3 separate regions of the Mus musculus genome follow, and all the other regions are linked to region 1. The links are chromatin contacts, called in public HiChIP or PLAC-seq maps. All regions are on one chromosome and are shown on one strand. Each heading gives the region's core, a stretch centred on a gene start, on an enhancer-like site or on the middle of the called end of the contact. The rest is flanking DNA. Distances are from core to core; before and after follow the strand shown. Region 1 overlaps Amph (amphiphysin). Region 2 overlaps Vps41 (VPS41 HOPS complex subunit). Region 3 overlaps Vps41 (VPS41 HOPS complex subunit).

Region 1 (3,976 bases), core at 740-3,239:
TAAACTCAGACTTAGCATTCTTTCTCAGTAGTCCTTTTTAGTCTACCTTCAGGTCTGCTATGCCGATATTACTAGAGTCCTATTAAAGGTTAGACTTTAAACCAGTGTGGTCCAAATTTAAAACTTGTGACGGTGCCCCCTTTATTTCATCAGCACACATTTTAAATACTACTGGAAACTTTTTCAATTTTGCTTCATTTAGTAAAGACTCAAAGTCTGATTGTGCCATTCCCCTAGCCAGCAGATGGCTCCATGGGGATTTATGTATTGCTGATCCCCTCTGATCCCCTCATCCCCTAGTGTTCTTTTGGGGGAAACCCCACCTTCATCCCGTTCCCTGAAGGTGATTCAGCTGTGAAGCCTTATCTACACAGATGTGGCGAACATCACAAAGTACAGCCATCGTGATTGTGACTACATGATGGGACACTGTGTTCTTTCTCCATGAGCCAGGCCTCACAGGAGCCCAGGTCTCTTCAGTGTTGTAACAGGTGCTCCCTAAAGCTCAATCCACTGCAATCTGCTTTCATGCAACAGCAGCAGCAGCAACAACAACAACAAACACAATAGCTTATTGAGGAAGATCCACCCACCAATTACCAATATCCTCTAAATAATGGTATATGTTGAAAGACCCACAATGTGAGGGCTCCCCCACATTCTGACTCAGGAGAGGCGACACCCCAAAATCACCCACAAGAAACGGGTCTTGCTGCAAATTGCAAGAGGATTTTTATTCAAGAGCGCTCTCGGGCCCATGGTCATACACCACGCAGGGGTAGAGGACCGTGGCGCCCCGAGTAGCTGGGTAAGGGGGTATTTAAAGGAAGAAACCAGAAACTCAAGGAAGTGGGGAGGGCGTTGTTGGAAGATACCAAAGATACCAGTTAAGAGTCACAAGGAAGTGTAAAGTTACAAGAGTCACAAGGAATACCTGGTAATTGTTAACTCTCAAGACAGCTTCTAAGAGCCTCTAACAATAGCACATTTGCATTGCAGGTTCTGGTAATGGCCAGGGTGACTTTCTTTGAATGAGCACTCTTTGAACCCAGGAAGCGGGTGGGTGGAGGAATGTCGCTATCTCTTTTATGATTAGCATACCTTTACAAAGGCCACATTCCCAAGCCTGGGCCTAAAGGCCTAGAATTCTGTTTTTACGTTGTTATACTTTCAATGTCACCTGTTTCAATGCCATCCACCATACGTGGCTGCAGGGAAAACCAAGGGACACTGAATCCATATCATTGGATGCTCTGAGGAAGAGTGTGCTCTGAATAAGCAGTTTCTGCTGCCCGACTCCTGGAATTTTGTTTATGGCAAAGCAGCTCAGTGCTAGGGCTTTAGCAGTTAAGGAAGAATGATGGAGTGGGCCTGAGGCCTCGTGAAGGTTGTGGAGACACAGGCATAGTGACTTCCCTCTACCTTACAGATCCCTCCCGCAACTGATACTGGCGAGACTGTGGAAACTGCAGTGCCAACTGAGGGTGCCCCGGTGGAGGAAGCAGAGGCAGAGAAGGCAGCCCTCCCTGCTGGAGAAGGAGGAAGTCCAGAGGGAGCCAAAATTGACGGGGAAAGCACGGAGCTTGCAATCAGTGAGAGCCCTCAACCAGTGGAGCCCGAAGCGGGTGCTCCTCAGGTAAGGGTTCCTTGAGGAACTTAGAAGAGCACTGTTTAGAGGGGTCTTTCCTACTTGGCTGGGCAGTAGCTGCCTGTGTGTGGAATGGACTTCCTACACCTGTGGCCGAAACACGGAAGGAGAAAGAAGCTTCAGTCATGATAGAGGGAATAAAGCATAGATGAGTGTAGCCATCCATGGCTGTGGATGAACTGTGTTACCTGGAAGGGGGGCTGGAAATGAAAACGGACAGGGTAAGCCAAGACAAAGTTCTGATCAAGGCTCAAAGTTTAAGATTCCGCACTGTGTTTATATAGGGAAAGCCCACAGACCTCCCCTCCCATCCTTTGTTTCAGCTGGATTGAGTTGCAAAACCCGCTCAGCAGGTGGTCTACTCCTCACACCCCCTGTAGGAAATCGCAAATGCAGTGAGGCCAGATGACTGCAGCTTGGTTGTAAAACATGTGTGGGTTTGTTTAGCCTACTCAAGGCTGGGGGAAGGGCACAGATGAGGAGTGTCTTTGGGTTTCTATTGCTGTGAACAATCACCATGACCACAGCTACTCTTATAAAGGAAAGCATTTAATTGGGGCTGGCTTATAGTTCCGAGGTTTAGTCCATTACAGCTGTCGTGGGAAGTGTGGTGCCATGCGGACATTGGTGCAAGGTGCTGGGGAAGGAGCTGAGAGTTCTACTTCTGGGTCCACAGGCAGCAGAGACAGTGTGCTGCTATGCCTGGTTTGAGCTTCTGAAACCTCTAAGTCCACCTCCCACCATAGTGACACATTTCCTCCAAACATCACATGATGCCACTCTTTATGAGTCCATGGGGGCCATTTTTATTCAGACCACCACAATGAGAAAACCCATAATGGAGAAGGGAAGGAGGAGTGTGATAAAAATGATAGAGCTATTTGAGTGATTGCCCTCCCTACAAAGCCTTTGCTGGGAACTCAGTATAAGTAGTGTCTCTGAATTACTATTATCACTACTTCATGTTTATCATTATTAGAGCATCTCAGATTCCCTAGAGGGCCTCTCTTATAGAAGCTTATCCCAGTTTTCAAGGAAACAGATGAGCACACACAGGAAGTTAGAGGTGGTTCTGTCTCCTCCTGTTGCCCTGCAGCAATCAAAGTCAGTATGTGCCAGGCCACATGGGCGGTCATGAACAACCATGGCAAACCCTCGTAGGACCCTCCCATTTTCCAGGAGTGTGTCTGCTCAAGGATCAAGATAGAATTCCCACTAATTGTTTAGTACTCAAGAGAGACAGTGAAAAAGTCAGGACAAACACAAGGTGTAGGTCTACAGTCTGCAAACTTAGTGGGCTTGGAACTGTGGGTTAGTGGGACAGAGAAAGTGGGTGGCTGGGAGAAGACACTGACCTAGGAGCAAGTACACCTATCATTTTCCAGGCCATGACGCTGTCCATTTCTCTACCCACCAGGTCATCCCTTCTGTTGTCATTGAGCCAGCCTCCAACCATGAAGGAGAAGGAGAACACCAAGAAACTGCTACGGGTACTGAACCGAGGGAGGCCGCTGAGGATGTGGCTGCCCAGGGCTCAGCGGGTGAGAAGCAGGAAGTGGCTACAGAGCCCACGCCTCTGGATTCTCAGGCAACTCTGCCTGCATCTGCAGGTGCTGTGGATGCCTCGCTGTCTGCAGGGGATGCCACTCAGGAACTGCCTCCTGGCTTTCTCTACAAGGTCTTTGTATTGTCACTTCAGGGTCATTGTCATTTGAGTTCTCTTTGCACCTTGTTCTGGTTTTCCAGTGTGTGGGTTCTGTTGTTGTTGTCTTCGTCGTCGTTTTGTGTATTTTTTTTTTTCAAATTTGCTTTCCCTTTACCCTGATTTTTTCCTGGGAAAATGACCCGAAGCCCGTGTTTTAGGCAAGCAAGATCTATGATAGTACTTTTCCATGCCTCCTTCAGAGCTGTGTCTGATTAGCCTGACTCAGACCAGGCCTTTCAAGTCACAGTATGTTTCGTAAGGAGTTGTCAACCAGGCAGGACACAAAGTCATTCAGTCCAAATGCAGAATGAGGGATCAACAAATAGTCCAAAACCAAGTGTCTAAAGGCACTATGGGCCTTCTGTGAAAAGGGAGAAAAAAAGCAAGCAAGCCTCCATCCCTGGGAAGAAAGATTTCCTGGCCAGGGACTAAAGCCTTCTTATCCCTCAATAAAACAACCATAGTAATTGCCCAGAAATGCCAGTTACAGCCAGCCCAGTGGTGTGGCAGATAAGGTCCCAAGAAGAAGCTGATTAGAAATTGTAAGCATTGTTTAACTTGATACTGTATTTCAAAACACAGCCCTTGTTTTGCTTGGTTGGTTCTTTGTTTTGCTGTCCTGA
Region 2 (4,492 bases), core at 891-3,390, 300 kb before region 1:
CCAGTTTTGATTTGTTTATCATCTGTGAGCCTTTTGAATACTCTGTTGAAATTAAGACTATACTGTTAAATTTTATATCATGTTTTTAAAAGTTAAATTATAAAGCAATGAGCTTCAATGTGGCATTGTCACACACTGGTGGCAATGTCACACGCTGGTGGCATGCTTGCTTCATAAGATGGTTGACTTTTAAAGTATTAATTGATGTGTTATACCAAGTATAAGGAAAGTTAAAAGAAGTAGTTATTCTAATTATTGGATTTTCATGAATTAATTAAAAAGAAAAGAGTAAAGATTAATGCACTTTTGTACTATTGATTCCTACACACACACTCACTCACTACACACTTTCAGAAATATTTTGTAGCTTCCTGATAGGTAGCAGAGTTTATCTGAATCTTTTCTTAGTGTTCCAAAGTATCCTGATACCTAAAATTTTGAAGGTTAAAACTCTGCTGTTCTGCTGTCTGCATGTTTGGGACACTAGTGTCTTACCTGAAAGGACTTTTCCTTCCTCCCCAGGCAATTAGTCCCTATTTACCTCGAGGGGACCCAGTTCTGAAACCACTCATCTATGAAATGATTTTGCACGAATTTCTGGAAAGTGACTATGAGGTAAGGAATTCTCCCACAAACAAGGCTTGTTCTCAGCATGTGTTACAAAATCTAGAAATTGACTTTTTTATGCTTTCACATTGGTGTCAGATGGATTTTATATGAAAGTGATTTAAATTACATCACCCAAATTATCCTACTAATTCTTGTTCTGAGTGGCTGGAGAAAGTCAGCCTTGACTGTGAGTCTGGAGACTTCTCCTGCACATTGTGTCATGTCTGCCTCATTAGGACCACTGAGGAAGAAATCATTTTTATTGTCATTAAACTATAGAAATAATTTAAGTATTATTTTTTATTTTTCTCATTTTAAGGTTTAATTTTAAATGAGTGATTCATATAATGAATCAAGTAGCAGTGTTTCATAAGAACTCCCCATGAAAAATGTTGTCCTGTACAAACACTAAAGATCAGGTTGTAAAAACTACAAGCAAATGGAAGAACCCTAAGCTCAGTAGTGCACACTCGTAACCCCAGCTGCTCAGGAAGCTGAGGCAGGGGAATGTGAGTCCCAGTCCATCCACTTATCCGTCCACTTATCCTCAGGAGTGCTGGACCACTTCTCTGGAGTCCCGGCTTCTCCGTTTTCTTGCCTTCCATTTTGCCAGTCAGGAAATCACTAAACCTTGGCATGTTAGACATTTATGGAAAGTTCATTGCATAGGCATGATGGCTAATAGAGAGGAGGGAAAACCCAGAGAGGCCTTGTGTGCTTACTTAGCATTCTTCCTTCCTGGGCAAGGGGGCTGGACCCTCTGAAGGTGCTCTTATAATGCACTATCCTTTAATGGCCTGCACTGGGGAGTGGTTAAATAACAAAAGAGGGCAGATTGAAACCCAGCTGTGAACATCACAGTACCACCCTATGAAGAGTGTTCTTTTTCTGCTGTTCTTTCTGGTTAGGGCTTTGCCACATTGATCAGAGAGTGGCCTGGAGATCTATATAACAATTCCGTGATAGTTCAGGCAGTTCGAGACCACCTGAAGAAGGACAGTCAGAACAAAACGTTATTGAAAACACTGGCAGAATTGTGAGTATGTTTTAGTTCTTGAAATCTCAGAATGGGGACAAGGCCCTTTCATTTTCCGCCGTCTACTTAGTTGGGATCTTTTTTCTAAGTCTCAGTGAATAACTGGACGATGAGTGTGTGAAGCTGCATTATAGTGAGATCTGTCTGCCAGAGGAATGGTGTGGTGTGGACGGGTCCTGGCGAGGAGAGTACCAGGCTCCCTCAGGCTTTCCCAGTGAGACAGGTTCTGGATTCTGTTATTTTTAAGTCTGCAAGTCTATTGCTTTTTCTGAACCCGCATCTTTATCTGTAAAATTACAGGGCACATTCGTTATAGGGATACTTTCAGACTTGAAAGTTAGGGCTCAGCAAGTGATGTTTGGTGAGTATGTTTTTCTTTTGGGAGTACTCCCATCTGGCTTTTGTGCCATATGTCTGAACACAAAGATGAGCTAGACCCTCAAGGAACCTCAGGGTAGGGCGCCAGATGGTGTACCACAGGCCAGTCCGAGAAGGAGGGCCTGCTACATGCCTTCCTCAGGAGCCACAGACCTCACACTGCCCTCTCTGACCAATTCTGTCAGAGTTGGAGAAAAGGCTGCATGAGCCTTGGCACAGGGGAGTCATGGTTGTGGCATCCTTATGCAGAGCACTCTGGTTTCTCTCAGAAGCATCTTCTGGGGCAACTGGACTCTTTAATACTGTTAGTACGAACAGCGGGGTAATTTCTGGTCAGCTGGCTCTCCTGGCTTACATGAGGGACTGTGTGTGAAAACATTGTTTCAATGGAAAAATATGTTTTAGTTTTATACAACACCCCTACAAATGAGCTCCTGAAATATAATGTATTTGTCAGCTGAACATTATGTACAGGAATTAAGACCAATTCCTCTATTGATTAAGAAGAGCTTTTCCTTCATTCTGGACCACAGGTTCATGTCTGAAATATAGATGTCTATACATCGTGGAGGCTGAGGTTGCAAGAAGAAACACTTATTACTTGAATATTACACAGTTTTGCAAATTTGATGAGAGGAAAGTCAGGCTTCTGAAAGGAGTACCAGGGGACCATGCATTTTAAATCTCAGTGAACACTTGCCGTAGTAAACTCTTCTCTTTGAACAACTATTTCAGCTTTTACTATTATGAAACATAATATCTGTGCATTTTAGTTATAACAATTAATAAGTATTAATTTTTTATTATCAGGTACACCTATGACAAAAATTATGGCAATGCTCTGGAAATATACTTAACGTTAAGACATAAAGATGTTTTCCAACTGATACACAAGCATAATCTTTTCAGCTCCATCAAGGATAAAATTGTGTTATTAATGGATTTTGATTCAGAGGTAATACTTTTCTTATTACTATGTATTAACTGTTAACTATTCAAAGGTTTAGTCATGGCCACTTGCCCAAGTGAGTCACATACTTGACCATATGCTGGCCATGCTTAAAACCCTCTGACGCACCTTTCTTTGCATAGTTGTTGTGAAAGCCATTGTAGCTTAATGTCAGGCACTTTTCTTGTGGTTGATAGGAGAGAGATAGGGATCAAGCCTTGTATATAATAAGCACAGCTTATTCCACTGGGCTGTGCCCCAACATCAGTGTAGTGCTTTATCAGAGGTATTTGAACTTTAAAAACAAAACAATCTATGTAATTCATAAGAAAGAAAAACAGCCTATACTTTCGTTTATTGCACTGTTTTAATCTTTGTCTCTACATGGAAATTTAAATGAACTTCGGTTTAGAGCCTAAATTTTAAACCGTGTCCTAGCTTGTTTTTTGTGGTGATAAAGACTAAAGCCAAAAGCCACTTGGAAAGAAAAGGTTGACTTGGCAAGTCAGGGCTACATAGTGAGACCCTGTCTCACAAAAACAGGAAGAAGGGAAAGCAGGCAGGCAGGCAGGCTGGAAGAACCAAGGGACTAGTAAGACTCCTTCCAGAGTATGGGGGAATGAAAGTAGTCAAAGTTCATGGTGTACTTGTAAGAAAATCTTTATGAAACCCATTACTCACAGAAATACACTAATAAAAAAGATGAGCTGCTCATATATAATTTAGTCACAGAGTGAGTGCTCAGACAGTAAAGGCACTTGTCACCAAGCCTGAAGACCTGAGTTTAGTCCCTAGGATCCTTGGGATAGAAGGAAAGAACCTTCTCCTCCGAGTTGTCCTTGGGCCACACATGCTGTAAGGCGCGTGCATGTGCACATGTGTGCGTGAACACATTCAAATAAACAAGTATACGATTTAGAAGAGTTATAGTTTCCTTATCCATTTTCCCCTGTGTCTTGAAAGTCTAATTACTGTATGCACCAGTGAGAAAAAGATGGTTGAACTGAAACTCATCGCTATTTAAAGAATTTGAACCAGAGTTAAGATATCATAGTTTTCTAGTTAGAAAAGTTCTTTGGAATAATCAAACACACTTATTTATAGAGAAAAATGACATCTGTAACAGACTTCAGTTGCAAAGTCAACAAGAACCTAGTGTTCTGTCTGGTGGGCTACCATCCCACTACCTCTTGTCATAAGCTAATTGGTGTTTTATGAACGCAATAGATGATATAAAAAAAAGTCCACCAGTTTTATGTACTTGGGAATCAGGCATTTCATTTGTCTCCCTGAGGTTAACCTGCTCTCAGGCTAACCCTTGCTCACTTCTGTGATTGTGATAATGTGGTATTCTCCAGAGTTACCAAGGATCACATGGAAATGTAAACTTAGCTGAGACATCAAGGGGCTAAAACATGTTGCATATTTTGAATACATTAGGAACTCTCACATTTGGTAAGAATAGAGCATCACAGCAGTTTAACAATATACAAAATACAGCACACAGACCTTGGATTAAG
Region 3 (4,055 bases), core at 770-3,269, 330 kb before region 1:
ATATTTCTATACTACTTTCTGTGTAAATATTTATTATGTGGCTATTTATTCATATTTAAGTGGTATCATAGAAAATACTATTTTGTAGTATTTTTAATATCTTAAGTATCTTTATATTGATAATACACATATAGAGACAGATATTTATAGGTAGGTAGATAGACAGACACACTGACTGATAGTCCTGATTTTGTCCATCTCCATATTGTGCTCAGTAGTTGCCATGTTTTTAGTTTATCTGTGGTTGTCATATATAACTTTAATTGTATAGCATCAATTTCTAGGTTGCCCCTGATGTTTCCTCCCTTATACTTAGGGCCTGGTAGTAGATACACAAAACACTGAGGTAAACTGAAAGGAATTTTAAAAATTCTCTTGCCAGGAATGGTGGCACCTGCCAACAATCCTAGAGTATGATGGCAGAGGGATAGTAGACCAAGAACTCTATCTACACCAGCATTCTAGGCCGACAATAGTGAAGCTCATCTCCGCCTCACCCCAGACCTCTCTCAGCCTCTGTCCTCAGTGTAGCAGACAGCAGTAACACACATACGTCTGGTTGTTGTGCTTTCAGCGATACATGCTATAGGTGGCACTGCTTAAAGAGTTGAAGTTGAGTATATCAAGAAGAATATGTTCTCAGTGGATGAATTATCAGACCTGTGTCTTCTTCAGAATTAAGGAGTTTTGACCAGTTATATTTTATTTTAAAATAGTCAGTGGGACTTCACAATAGATTCTAATCTTTATATAGTGTCTAGCTACTGTGGAAAATGTAAAGATCCCAAATCTTAAAGCAAATGGTTCATACTTTGTGATTTGATTTACTGTTAAAAAGATAATGTCACATTATTTGCTTTGGATTAAATAAAAAAAAAAAAAGATGCTCGCTTCCAACTAAAGCAGTTGAACCTGTGATGACTCTCTTTGTCAGTGAGAAACTTAAAAGGTTCTGATTTCCCGGTTTACACAGTTAATTAGTTCCCAGTTGAAAAGCCGTCCTGAAGCTGGATTCACTAAGGCATTGTTTGCCCCGAGTCGTGGTGTTTTGGTGCCATCTTGTGGCTGAGACTTGTCATATCCTCAGTGCTCGTCTAATTTAAATAGGAATTCAGGCAGTTCAAGATATGTAGGGGATTGTTTCCAAAACGAGGGTATCTATTTAAAATAAGCATAAAAAAATACTGAGAGCGGCTTGTTTGTCACTTGGTAACACTGACAGGCAGAGAGGATGAGTGAAGGATCTTCTGTGTGACTCTGGAGACCTGAAAGCCTGTGTTTTGCTGTGTCCTCAGCTGCTGCTGTTTGAACGGACCTGGATGAACAGATGGAAGTCTTCTGTGCTACACGAAGGGGAAGGAAACATAAGGAGTGTGAAGTGGAGAGGCCATCTGATTGCTTGGGCCAACAATATGGTAAAGGCACTTGTCTGTCTCTCTAGCACTTGCACAGTGGCAGCAGATTGCCAGATGGAAAGGGCAGGACAGAGACTCGGTGGAGTTAGAATTCTGATAGGTATGGGTGATTGATACCACACCTCAGCTTAAGGAAGTCAGATCGCCTGGGTTTTCATACTACAGCAATTCCCAACACATTGTGGACTAAAATCTCTTTAGAGGAAGAAAGTGAGGCACAGAGCAACGAAGAAAATGAAAAGCCACCTTAATCATTGCAGGGCTGCTTCAGGCATGTGCTCTGGAAATGCCATTCACCCGGCGCTCATGAGCACTGAGAGAAGCAAGTTGTGACTTCCTCTTTACTCCAGGTATAATCATGGGCCTGTCATTTGAAAAGTGTATTGTACTCTCAGTATTGCACTTAAAGTTTATTTTATGTAAAGTGGGGCTTGGAGGAAGTTTAAAGAGTAGTCTTTTTCATATCTGTCATGTTTTCTGAAATTTCAACACGTAGCTGAGAAAATCAGTTGCATTTGGTCAGAAAGAGTTGACATTGTCTCAGTTCAACCCTGCTGCTGGGATTGTCCTCACAACAGCCAGTCTCCAGGCTCCTGATCAGCCAGAGGCACTTGAAGGTTCCATTGAGCACTCTGAAGGGTCACATGTTGTCTTTGAATGGATGGGTTTTCAGACCCAAAGCTTTCTGAAAAACTAAAACTCATTCTCTTTCCGAAGAATTCCTTTAGAAATGCTCGCCACCTATCAGGTTGAAAGCAAACTTGGTGTCTCTGTGCAAAACATGTTTGTGCTGGATTTGTGTTACTTACGCCCTCCACTAATAACAGCCTTTGTCCAGAAAGGAGCCTTGCAGCTTTGGTTCTCAAAGGGTTTGTATAAAGAAAGTCCATGGCCTTGTATGGCTCCTGGGCGTGCCCAGTGAACAGCGTTATGGGTTTGAGTGCGACACGTCTTGCTTTGCTCGATCCCTCTCTGAGATACAAGACACTTAATTTAATGTTGCTTTGGTTTGTAGGGTGTGAAGGTTTTTGACATCACCTCAAAGCAAAGAATCAGCAATGTGCCCCGAGATGACATAAGTCTTCGCCCAGACATGTACCCCTGCAGCCTCTGCTGGAAGGACAATGTGACACTCATTATTGGCTGGGGAACTTCCATCAAGGTCGTTTACTTGGTCTTTCTATTAAATCCAAATCATTACAGATTTATTGTACTCATGACTGGTTTCTGGCAAACCTGATATTTTCATCTGAACACTGTGGTGCTAGGATGAAGCACCACTTTATTTTACAAGTACAGACTTTAAGATGTGCTTTCCTTTTCTTTTTTTTTTTTTTTGTTTTTTGTTTTTTGTTTTTTGTTTGGTTTGGTTTGGTTTTTCGAGACAGGGTTTCTCTGTGTAGCCCTGGCTGTCCTGGAACTCACTCTATAGACCAGGCTGGCCTTGAACTCAGAAATCCACCTGCCTCTGCCTCCCGAGTACTGGGATCAAAGGCGTGCGCCACCACGCCCAGCTGTGCTTTCCTTTTCTATGATGGGCAAACTAATTGCCCTTTTCTGTTCTCAGAATGATGCTGTATTTGTTGAGTTCTGTTTTAGTTTCCCATGATCCCACCGCAGTTCCTTGGCTGTTTATGGAACGTGTGGTTGATTTTGGTGGCTTAGTCAAAGGTGTTGATCTTCATATCATCCTTTCTTTGTCTTTAGTTTTGATCGTTCGGCTCATTTGAGTTTTTCATGGCCGTGAGCTGAGGGTAAACCTAAGTCACCTGCATATTTCATAATTCAGTGGCATAGAGGCCCTGGCTCGTTGTTTATAATTCAATGGCATAGAGGCCCTGGCTCGTTGTTCATAACGTGATTGGCATTGTGAGATATTTTCCTGAGATGATTCAATAATTTCCTTAGTAAGCGAGGGGCCGGAAGGGAGAGTAGGGCTCTTATAAACTCAGAAGTTCACCGGAAAGAGAAGGCAGCTGGGGGAAGTAAAGAGGAGACAGATGTCCAGAAGCAATTAGGGAGAAAAGCAGCCAGTCCCATAGTTGTGGATCTTCAGTTGTCTGCAGCCATGCGTTTTTGTCACACATTAGAAAAGTATTCTCTGAGCCCTTCACCCGGTTGCTCCTGTGCTGAAGACAAATTTAGACATGTGCATTAAAGAAGGAATCAGACAAAAAGATAAAACATCTAACCATTGATCTGGCAGCTTTATATATCTAGTCATTGAGCCTAAGTAATGTCCTTAACATTTTATATTTAAGTATACTGAGCATGCTGTTATTATTTATAATACTCATGGATAGAAATAAAAAAATGAGAAATAAGAAAGTTGATCAAATAAGTTACAATAGTTTCTCATGATACATTGTTATAGTGACATTAATGATTACAATGGTAGAAGAATATTTAAATGATATTTAGTATTTATAGTAAGCCTTTACATTAATAGCAGTAGCTCTGTGGTAGAGTTACTAATGGTGTCCTTAGACTGGGATGTTGTTCACTCTTGTTTTTCTCTTTGAGTTTGTCTGCGTTACAATGCTCCATAGTGTAGTGATCCTTAGGTGGGTGACTCTAAAATATCACTGTCTGCAAGTGAAGGAAGAAGCTGGTCTTCGACATGTGGATCAGTACCTGACC

The links. HiChIP or PLAC-seq counts read pairs in DNA pulled down with a chosen protein or histone mark.
Region 2: a contact with region 1 is called in an H3K27ac HiChIP or PLAC-seq map of embryonic stem cells, with 6 times the contacts expected there. The contact joins two enhancer-like sites. A contact is called at or near these places in 4 of 484 Hi-C or Micro-C datasets (brain, cortical neurons and embryonic stem cells) and 6 of 115 datasets of contacts at active chromatin or transcription factors (SST interneurons, VIP interneurons, embryonic stem cells and 1 more).
Region 3: an H3K27ac HiChIP or PLAC-seq map of embryonic stem cells shows a contact between it and region 1, with 4 times the contacts expected there. The contact joins two enhancer-like sites. A contact is called at or near these places in 1 of 15 datasets of contacts at CTCF or cohesin (the G1E-ER4 cell line), 2 of 484 Hi-C or Micro-C datasets (adipose-derived mesenchymal stem cells and embryonic stem cells), 2 of 115 datasets of contacts at active chromatin or transcription factors (both in embryonic stem cells) and 1 of 9 other capture datasets (adipose tissue).

The regions. Positions count from the first base shown.
Region 1 is chr13:19,136,107-19,140,082 of GRCm38.p6, forward strand. Amph (amphiphysin) reads left to right here. Exons shown (of 21, transcript NM_175007.2): 18 at 1,430-1,636; 19 at 3,066-3,326. Among named protein-coding and RNA genes, the nearest start is that of Gm31887, 56 kb to the right of the region's middle. Within about 2 kb of position 1,990, at least 59 of the 459 cell types and tissues checked have an H3K27ac peak or open chromatin away from gene starts, as enhancers often do. A contact at or near this core is called in embryonic stem cells, where this site is marked.
Region 2 is chr13:18,840,636-18,845,127 of GRCm38.p6, forward strand. Vps41 (VPS41 HOPS complex subunit) reads left to right here. Exons shown (of 29, transcript NM_172120.4): 17 at 523-615; 18 at 1,518-1,645; 19 at 2,834-2,978. Among named protein-coding and RNA genes, the nearest start is that of Amph, 110 kb to the right of the region's middle. Within about 2 kb of position 2,141, at least 9 of the 459 cell types and tissues checked have an H3K27ac peak or open chromatin away from gene starts, as enhancers often do. A contact at or near this core is called in embryonic stem cells, where this site is marked.
Region 3 is chr13:18,809,137-18,813,191 of GRCm38.p6, forward strand. It overlaps Vps41 (VPS41 HOPS complex subunit), which reads left to right. Exons shown (of 29, transcript NM_172120.4): 8 at 1,296-1,415; 9 at 2,431-2,577. Among named protein-coding and RNA genes, the nearest start is that of Vps41, 94 kb to the left of the region's middle. Within about 2 kb of position 2,020, at least 27 of the 459 cell types and tissues checked have an H3K27ac peak or open chromatin away from gene starts, as enhancers often do. A contact at or near this core is called in embryonic stem cells, where this site is marked.